Linked DNA regions of Hordeum vulgare: region 2 is linked to region 1. Evidence: chromatin contacts called from public Hi-C data. All regions are on one chromosome and are shown on one strand. Each heading gives the region's core, a stretch centred on a gene start, on an enhancer-like site or on the middle of the called end of the contact. The rest is flanking DNA. Distances are from core to core; before and after follow the strand shown. Region 1 holds the start of LOC123413340 (anthocyanin 5-aromatic acyltransferase-like). Region 2 holds the start of LOC123410708 (transcription factor MYB41-like).

What was found. A called contact is a pair of places that touch in the nucleus more often than the background predicts.
Region 2: a Hi-C map of leaf shows a contact between it and region 1, with 2.7 times the contacts expected there. The contact joins the promoter of LOC123410708 here to the promoter of LOC123413340 in region 1. A contact is called at or near these places in 3 of 6 Hi-C or Micro-C datasets (leaf and seedling) and 1 of 1 datasets of contacts at active chromatin or transcription factors (embryo).

The regions. Positions count from the first base shown.
Region 1 is chr7H:472,619,191-472,623,062 of MorexV3_pseudomolecules_assembly, forward strand. It overlaps LOC123413340 (anthocyanin 5-aromatic acyltransferase-like), which reads right to left and starts at 2,564. Exons shown (of 2, transcript XM_045106282.1): 1 at 1,863-2,564. The coding sequence starts at 2,528.
Region 2 is chr7H:472,891,262-472,895,469 of MorexV3_pseudomolecules_assembly, forward strand. It overlaps LOC123410708 (transcription factor MYB41-like), which reads left to right and starts at 2,373. Exons shown (of 3, transcript XM_045103645.1): 1 at 2,373-2,800; 2 at 2,940-3,069; 3 at 3,141-4,128. The coding sequence starts at 2,485. The coding sequence ends at 3,747.

The sequences.
Region 1 (3,872 bases), core at 1,314-3,813:
TTAGTGTTGAAGAACCATATTGTCCTTGTACTGTCACAAAATGATTGGCGTGGATATGAGATTGTTGTAGTTTGCGAATTGCTATTTTGATTGCTTAGGTCATTTTATCCTTCTTTAGACATAATTTTTTATCTTGCATGACTTTGTTCATTCCCTTCGTGTTTTCGTGTGTGTTTATGTTGGATGTATGCACCCTAACTATGTTGGATCTATATTCATTGTGTTTGTATTGTTTGATGCTTCATTTTGAGTGAATAACATTAATCTTTATCAAAAACGAAAATTGCTAAACAAATATGGTTTCCTTCCGGGTGTTTTATTCCTGGAAAAGACGTCGAACGTGGTGCAATGACATGTGAACTATGATCATGCCACGACGTGACGCCTAGTCACGTGGTGCTCGGCTAGGACGACTTAGAACATCTCTAGCAGACTGGTCAAATCTGTAATTTTTTTGTATTTTATTGTTTTGATCGTAAAAAATATGCAGAACAGAAACCGTAAAAATGGTCCAACCACTAAATTTTTTAAGGGGCACGGTAAAGCCACACCTGAAACCCTTATTTTTGAAGGTTGGAAGGCCGATTCTAGGGGGCCCGTAACCGGTTAACACTTGTCGGAGCAAACGCGCCGCCGCGGAATTTACCGGAATCCGTCATAAACTTGCCGGAATTCATCACTGCAGGTCGGAAAAGGCCGCTGGACGCCGCAATCGACCGTTGCCGGTTTGAATTGGACGAGCTCGACCTCGCCATGGCCTCCCATGACGTCAGCCTAGCCGCCGGAATCCTCCCAGCGCGGCAGGCAAAGGGGCACGACTCTGTCGGCATGGCTGGCAACAGAGCAAGTCGCTAACGTCGGAAGCGATGAGGCATGGCCGGCGGGCGACAAGGCGTGGCCAGCGAGGCTAGGCGAGGCCGACGTGTGATGGGGCGCGGTCGACGGGCGACGAGGTGCGACCAATTGGCAACGGGGCCCGTCCAACCTCCGGCGTGGCCGACATGGCTGGCTGGAGGAAGGGGCGGCGGCCGCCGGACCGGAGGAAGGAGCTCTTTACCACAGTTTTACAGTTTCTGTTTGGACATAGCTAAAAGGAAAACGTTGTGCTCCAGCCGGCGGATCGCACGCGGGCGTCCGCCGTCTCGTCCGTGCGACGCGTGTTTTATTTGGACTCATGTAGTTTGCCATTCTGCAACTTAACGTTTCTTGCAGATTGCGTACCGCAACACGTCCTATGTTGCAGGATCTGAAATCTAAATCCCTTGAGGGCAGACGCCTCTCGCTCGTGCAATGCTTGTCTTATGTACGCTCACCTAGTTTGCACTTGTGCAACTTAGCGCTTGAAAATTTCTGCAACACGATCCTTGTTGTAGAAAATATTCTATAACAAATTGTTGCAAAGAAAATATACGGACGTTTACGCAACATGCTCTTTTGTTGCAAAAAAAATTGCAACATAATCTATGTTGCAAAAGGTCATTTTTTAACCCGTCAGTCGGACGACGTAGCAGCGTGCTTGTTTCCGCAACTGAAGCGTTGTTTCAGGATTTTGTGTGATGGACGGAGGCGATCGAGCTGGTGATCGGACGGTGCACGCGTATGCATCGAACCGTTAAAAGGGTGATGGATGGTTACTATAAATCCATCGGTGGATGTCTAGCTAAAATGAACTATTTAAATATATTTTTTCCATCCATATTCGGTTTTTAAATTTGCGAGAGATGCTCTTAGGCATATCCGGCTGCCTAGTTTGTTTTTTTCGAAGCAAACGGAGGCCGCCTGCTTAGTCTGACCACGCGCGCTTGCTCGCCGGCGGCCGAGACGAACGGACTGAGAAGGGAAGTAAAGGGGGAGGAACATACCAGCGGCAGATTGGGCGCGTACTTACGCAGCGTGCTCCTTGTGAGCTCCTCGCCGCCGGGGAGCGCGATCACCGCGCGGTCGAACGTTAGGCCGGCCACAACCGCCTCTGCGGCAGCGTCGTCCCCGCGGCAGGCCGCCGCCCACGCCTGGAAGAACCTCCATACCGACCGGCCGTCGACCACTGCGTGGTGCATCGCCACGCCGACCGCCACCCCACCCTTCAACCGTGTGACCTGTACAGCCAGCACCTCGGCAGGGAGCACGTCGACCTTGAGCTTCGGTACGAACGCCTTGAACGCGTCCACGTCGTGGTCCGCGTCCCCGCCGAGCCGCCCAGCGTCCGCCTCGTCGCTCTCCGCGACGATGAACCGCACGCCGCTTCCCTCGGAGGCGGAGCAGTCGATTGCGGCGTCGCCAGTAGACGGCAGGAAGACGATCCTGCCGGCGAGCGGGGGAAGCCGCGCGAGCGTGGCCGCCAGTGACGCGCGGAGGGAGCCGACGAGAGTTGCGAAGGGCGGGTGCTGGCTCCCGGCGTCGTCGAAGAGGAACACGCGCTGGATGACCGGGATTACGACCCACGGTGCTTCCAACGCGGACAGCCTGAGTAACAAGTCCTCCGGCGGCGAGGCGACACTGTCGAATTCGACGATCTTGACCGTCGGCATGACTAGCGACGAGAGAGACGAGCTTGGTGGAGGTGGCAGCGCCGTCTGAATGAGATTGGTCTGCTTTTTCTTTTCACGCGAGCTCTCGTCCATTCATATCTTTCCCATCCCGACTTCGGTTCTCACACGAGAGACAGCTTCCATATGGCGACAAGATCACCGTCTGCTGCATCTCCATACACCTATGCAATGTAACAAGCAAGCCGAAAGCAGAGCTGCTCGCGCACTGCCGCGACGCAGTTGCCAGGAGGGGAGCACCTACTTCGCCGCCGGTGCTGCAACGGTGCGTTGCACTCCCCACGCAGCAGGCCCGTCTTCACAAATTTGGGGGCCCGGGACGAACTGTAAAATGTGACCCTAAATTTGGAAAATTTCATATAACTAAGATATACATTCAGTTAACTACATTACTTTAAATGTATGTAATTTGATACGATATTTAGAAATATTTCAAAAACTAATACTCCCTCTGTCCCAAAATAACTGTCTCAACTTTATACTAGCTCTAGTATGAAGTTGTACTAAGCTTAAGACACTTATTTTGGGACGGAGGGAGTACTAAAAGAGTAAACTTGATACAAGTAATAAACTAAAGACATGTTCTACCGAAAAGGAAAACAAAAGTCATGATTGAAACAGTACACGAGTGATAAGCCCGTCTTTATTGCGAATAAAACAAAATAAGGCCATATCTTGAAATTTGAACTGGATAAAAAATAGTTTATGACTGAGTAACTATCTCTGAAAAGCCAATCGCAATGAAATCCATAGAACATCCCCACGCAAAAAAAAACCGAAGAACATCTGCCTTGCATGGTCCAAAATAAACATCTCCAAAAACACTTCAAGCAATCTATGTGGAATTTAAACTTTTGAATATAAACATATAAAACAATTTATTATTGATCAGCCTGGACGAAGTACAATGGCTAATGCAGTAATGCTATCTTATTGATTATCAACGTGAATAGTTTCTGTACCAAAATTTAGAATACAGAGAGCATATCTGCATATGTATGATATTGTTAGCAGGACTGAAGGAGGTGCACCTTTATTTTCAGGATCCGTAGAAGCAGATACGTTTCCATTTTCGATAGCAAAATTCGAATTTCAGAAGTTTACCATCTGAAGCAAATCGAATCAACGTGCAGCAAATAGGCTCCGAGCACTCATGTGAGGATTGTTTAGGTTCGGGAAGCACCCACTACCATGCACCATTCATCCGTAGATCACAGGAGAACCAGGCGAGGGCAACGACTGTAGGGCAAGCGATCCGATCGGCTGATAGAATCAGGTCCTGGGCGCAACTGCCGATGGGAAGAGGCGGCTACGAGCGCGATACTG
Region 2 (4,208 bases), core at 1,123-3,622, 270 kb after region 1:
ACATAAAGGACGCAAATGTATTGGTGCTCGAAGAAAAGTTATATGAATGGATGGAACACATAAATTTCTATGACTTGAATAAATCAAATATGTATGCTGTCCGAGACATGGTATATGAAGATATGAAGCATCATAATTCTGCCCGAGTAGTAGCATTAGAAAGAGTGTGCAGTAACAAACTTCTCTAGGATCAAAACACATTTCACTTCTAATGGAAGAAAATTCAAAAATTGAGCAAAATACTTTTACTGTGATGTGAATAAAATAAAGTGATGTTGAGGTAAATTTAGTCTTGAAGAAAATTAGTATAGTTAGAACTGTAAGTTTCCGCCGATGGAAGCAGATATTATCACGCACATTGGGATATATTACATGGAGACAAAATTTCATTCGCGCTAGAAGGAAAATCTAATCGTATTAAAAGAAAAAAATTAATTGAATATATTTTCCTCAAAATAAGAGAAATGCGAGTGGGGTATAATTTGATGTTCACGTGATTTTGGGATGCAATCAATTATGGGAAGAAATTCAAATCCGGCGAGGTTATGTGGAAGCTAGCAACCAGGAAGGCACACGTTCTTCTTGTTATATAAAACAGTTAATCACACGTATTAACTAGCGCCCGTCATATTTGTAGTAGTTGGTGAATCACACACGTTAAATTAAACCAATCCAACGGCTCACTGCTTGTCTGATACAAAGCATAGTGTTTTCCATGTTACATATGTCGAGGGAGAATATGTTGAATGGTCCATCTTTTTCCCGGGAAGAAGAGAAAAATGGAGAGTAGTGTAGTTAAAGAAAAGTGAATGTCGGATCAGAAAACACGGAACCACAGGAGCATGCATGTTGATGCATGGTCCCTTTTGGGCCAATCCTTTTCTCCAGGGCCGATAGAAGGACGACAATTTTGCTTGATAGTTGCTGCATGGATGAGGACGATCAGTTTGCAGTTGTTCTTAGAACGAAAGGTTAAAGGTGGGAAAAAGTATGGGCGAAGTTCATAAAAGGGAAATTGTTTATGGTACCACACTCACTTGAAAAAAATACAAAGAGATATATTTTATGCTCCCTTCGTCCGAAAATAAGTATCACTGTTTTAGTATTAAATATATATTAACTTAATATTAAATTTACAACATTTATTTTGGGACTAAGGGAGTATATGTTAGTGGACATGCGTTCCATGAGGATGACAAAGTAACATGATTTCACCGAACAATGTTCAGTGACTATGATTTACTCGTGTCTAGATTCACATGCAATGTTTGCCACATGCCATGGTGAGTTAACAAAGCGACATAAATAACTCAGTTTACGACAAGGATAATCAACGTTTCATGAGGCTAGGGGCGGACGAAGCCCTAGCCGCCGTCCCATCTACTTTCCCTCTGCGAAGAAGATGACAAAGAAGATGTATGCTCGAGTGATGGCCTTTCTTAGGCGATGCTTAATGGCGACGTTGGTCATCCGGCTCCACGATCTTCAACAGCGACCCGACCTGGCTAGGTAACCGGAGAATAGAAAGTTGGTGAATGGTCCTGGACGATGGCGAGGTTAGACATTGGTTTCATACCTATCATGCAACGACAGTGGTGATAATTTTTTAGTTTTTCTTATGGTGTCCTCAAGTTTGGTTTGGGGCGGCAAGGCGGCGGTGTTGTCCCAATGTAGAAATATTGTTCTCTGGGCTCTTTCTCCATTCTCTGGTTGTGCTTATTGTCAGCAAAGGACGTGTGGAGTTGTGTCTCCGGTGGGTCTTTCGAAATCCGCCCCGTTCTGATTTTTGGTGGATTCTTCTATATTCAGGTAACTTTTGTTGTCTTCATATATCAAAGCCACTGGCATCTTCTGGTCTGCATATTCGTTACTTCTATAAATCAAGTGTTTCAAAGAGTTTTCTCCACCGTAGCGGAGGCCAGGTAGCATCGAGCTATGCTCATGACGTGCCACCAGTGAATGTAGGAGGAAGAAAACTTGGACACCCTCAAAGATTTGAATGTAATGTTGTTTCGGGTATATGTGTCTATAAGAACCTGTAATGCTTAATACTTCCTCTGTAAACTAATATAAGAGTGATTAGATCACTACTTTAGTTATCTAAATGCTTTTATATTAATTTAGGGAGTGAGTACATGGGTTAGGGATTTTTGCAAAAAAAGAAAAAAGAAAAAAATTAGGCAAAAAGAAACTAGCAAGCTACTAGGCTTGATAGATGGCAGAGAGAGAAAGAGAAGAAAAAAAAGTGGTCAACTGCCCCACCACAGCTGTGAGGCCTATGAGCATGCACCGGTGAAGATTGCCTTATCGTGATCCATGAGCCGTGCATGACCTACACCTTTATTTCCCGGGCGGGGGGGACTTGAGCTACCACTGCACAGCTAGCAAAGTCCCGCGCAACTGTGTGCATGCAGCCAGCGGCAAAGGTAGGGGATCAGATGGACGAGAGGAAGGCTCCCGGGTCAGGCAGGGCACTCTCCCACAATGCGCACCTACCTGAGAGCGACCGCCCGGCCTCTTCCCTCCCGCCCCCTGCTCCTCCTCTCTCCCTCTCCTTATACCTCCGCCTCTCCCTCTCCTCGCTGCCACCATCGTGTCTCCATCCTTGTCCAGCCGTTTGTTTCCCGTATATCCTGGCGGCATCTTACTGCCGACTGCCGATCGGCCATGGCGAAGCAGTCATGCTTCCACAAGAAGAGGATGAGGAGAGGGCTCTGGTCCCCTGAGGAGGACGAGAAGCTCATGAACCACATTGCCATGTATGGCCACGGCTGCTGGAGCTCCGTTCCGAAGCTTGCAGGTATGAGATGACCGACCGTTTGCTTATATGAGCGTGTGCAGCTGTGCTGCATTGCGCGCAAGAATTAGCAGTTTCGGAAATGAAGAACAATTAATTGCGTCGAGTATCTTAATTGGTAGCAACTTGTTGAATTAATTAGGACTTGAGAGGTGCGGCAAGAGCTGCAGGCTGAGGTGGATAAACTACCTGAGGCCAGACCTCAAGCGGGGCACGTTCTCGCAGGAGGAGGAGGACCTCATCATACGCCTCCATTCCATGCTAGGAAACAAGTACGTCACCTGGCCTGTCTTCCAACAATCCATCGAATTACAAATGACATCGAACTGCATTTCTATTTCAGGTGGTCACAGATTGCGGCCCAGCTGCCCGGCCGGACGGACAACGAAGTCAAGAACTTCTGGAATTCGTACATCAAGAAGAAGCTGAGGGAGCGCGGCATCGACCCCGCCACCCACAAGCCACTGGCCGAGGCCACCACGTCGCCCACCGCGTGCCGGGCGGTCTTCGGCGATGCCGAGGTCGTCCCAACGGCGACCGCGCTGGCCCAGGATCAGGTGGAGAAAATGCTGGATAGCCTGAAGATGCCGATGGACTGGCCCGTCGGCAGTGTCGCCGGCAACGGGGTGCCCGAATCCTACCAGGTACCGAGCCTTCAGGAAGGCTGCGCCTTCCACATGGGCGCGCACTGCGGCGCCTTCCCGTCCGCGTCGAGCTCCAGCACGTTGACCACAACCGACGTTGGCGCCACCACCCTGCCATGGCTGGAGCTCGGGCCGACCGACACCATCTCCGGCCACGTCGACCAATACGCCGGCGCTCTAGGCGAGCTCAGGTGGTCTGACTACTTCGACGGCGCCCTACAGGGGCAGTGCGTCTACGACGGCGGCATGGTCGACGACGACGCGGTGCAGTTCGACGACATCCATGGGTTAAGCAACTGGTGCTAATAGTACGTCATATAAATCAACTAATCCAATCAAAGAGCCAGCGAAGTGAAAGCTACAACACTACTTCATCACTGCATGAAAGATTATAAGTTGATATGTACAGGCAAGACAAGGATCGATGGATGGATACTGGCTTAGCCTGAGGCTGAGAACCAAGATACTTCTATACTTTTACATTTTACTACACATTGCAGTACTAGCTGCTGCCGCTGCTACTAGTGAATAGTCATATATACTTGTTCGTGTTGAGCATAATTCATCGTGTGGTGATGATATCAAAAGTGTTTCGCCACACATGTAAGGGACAGGAAATGGTGTTGTACATAGGACAACAGAGATGCCATATATACGGTTAAATAATAATGAAGAGTGGATAAATAATACTCCTACTCCGACTAATCGGACTGATACAGTATTGCCTCGGAGGCTCGGAATATGCCTGGCTTTATTTTGGGTCCCTT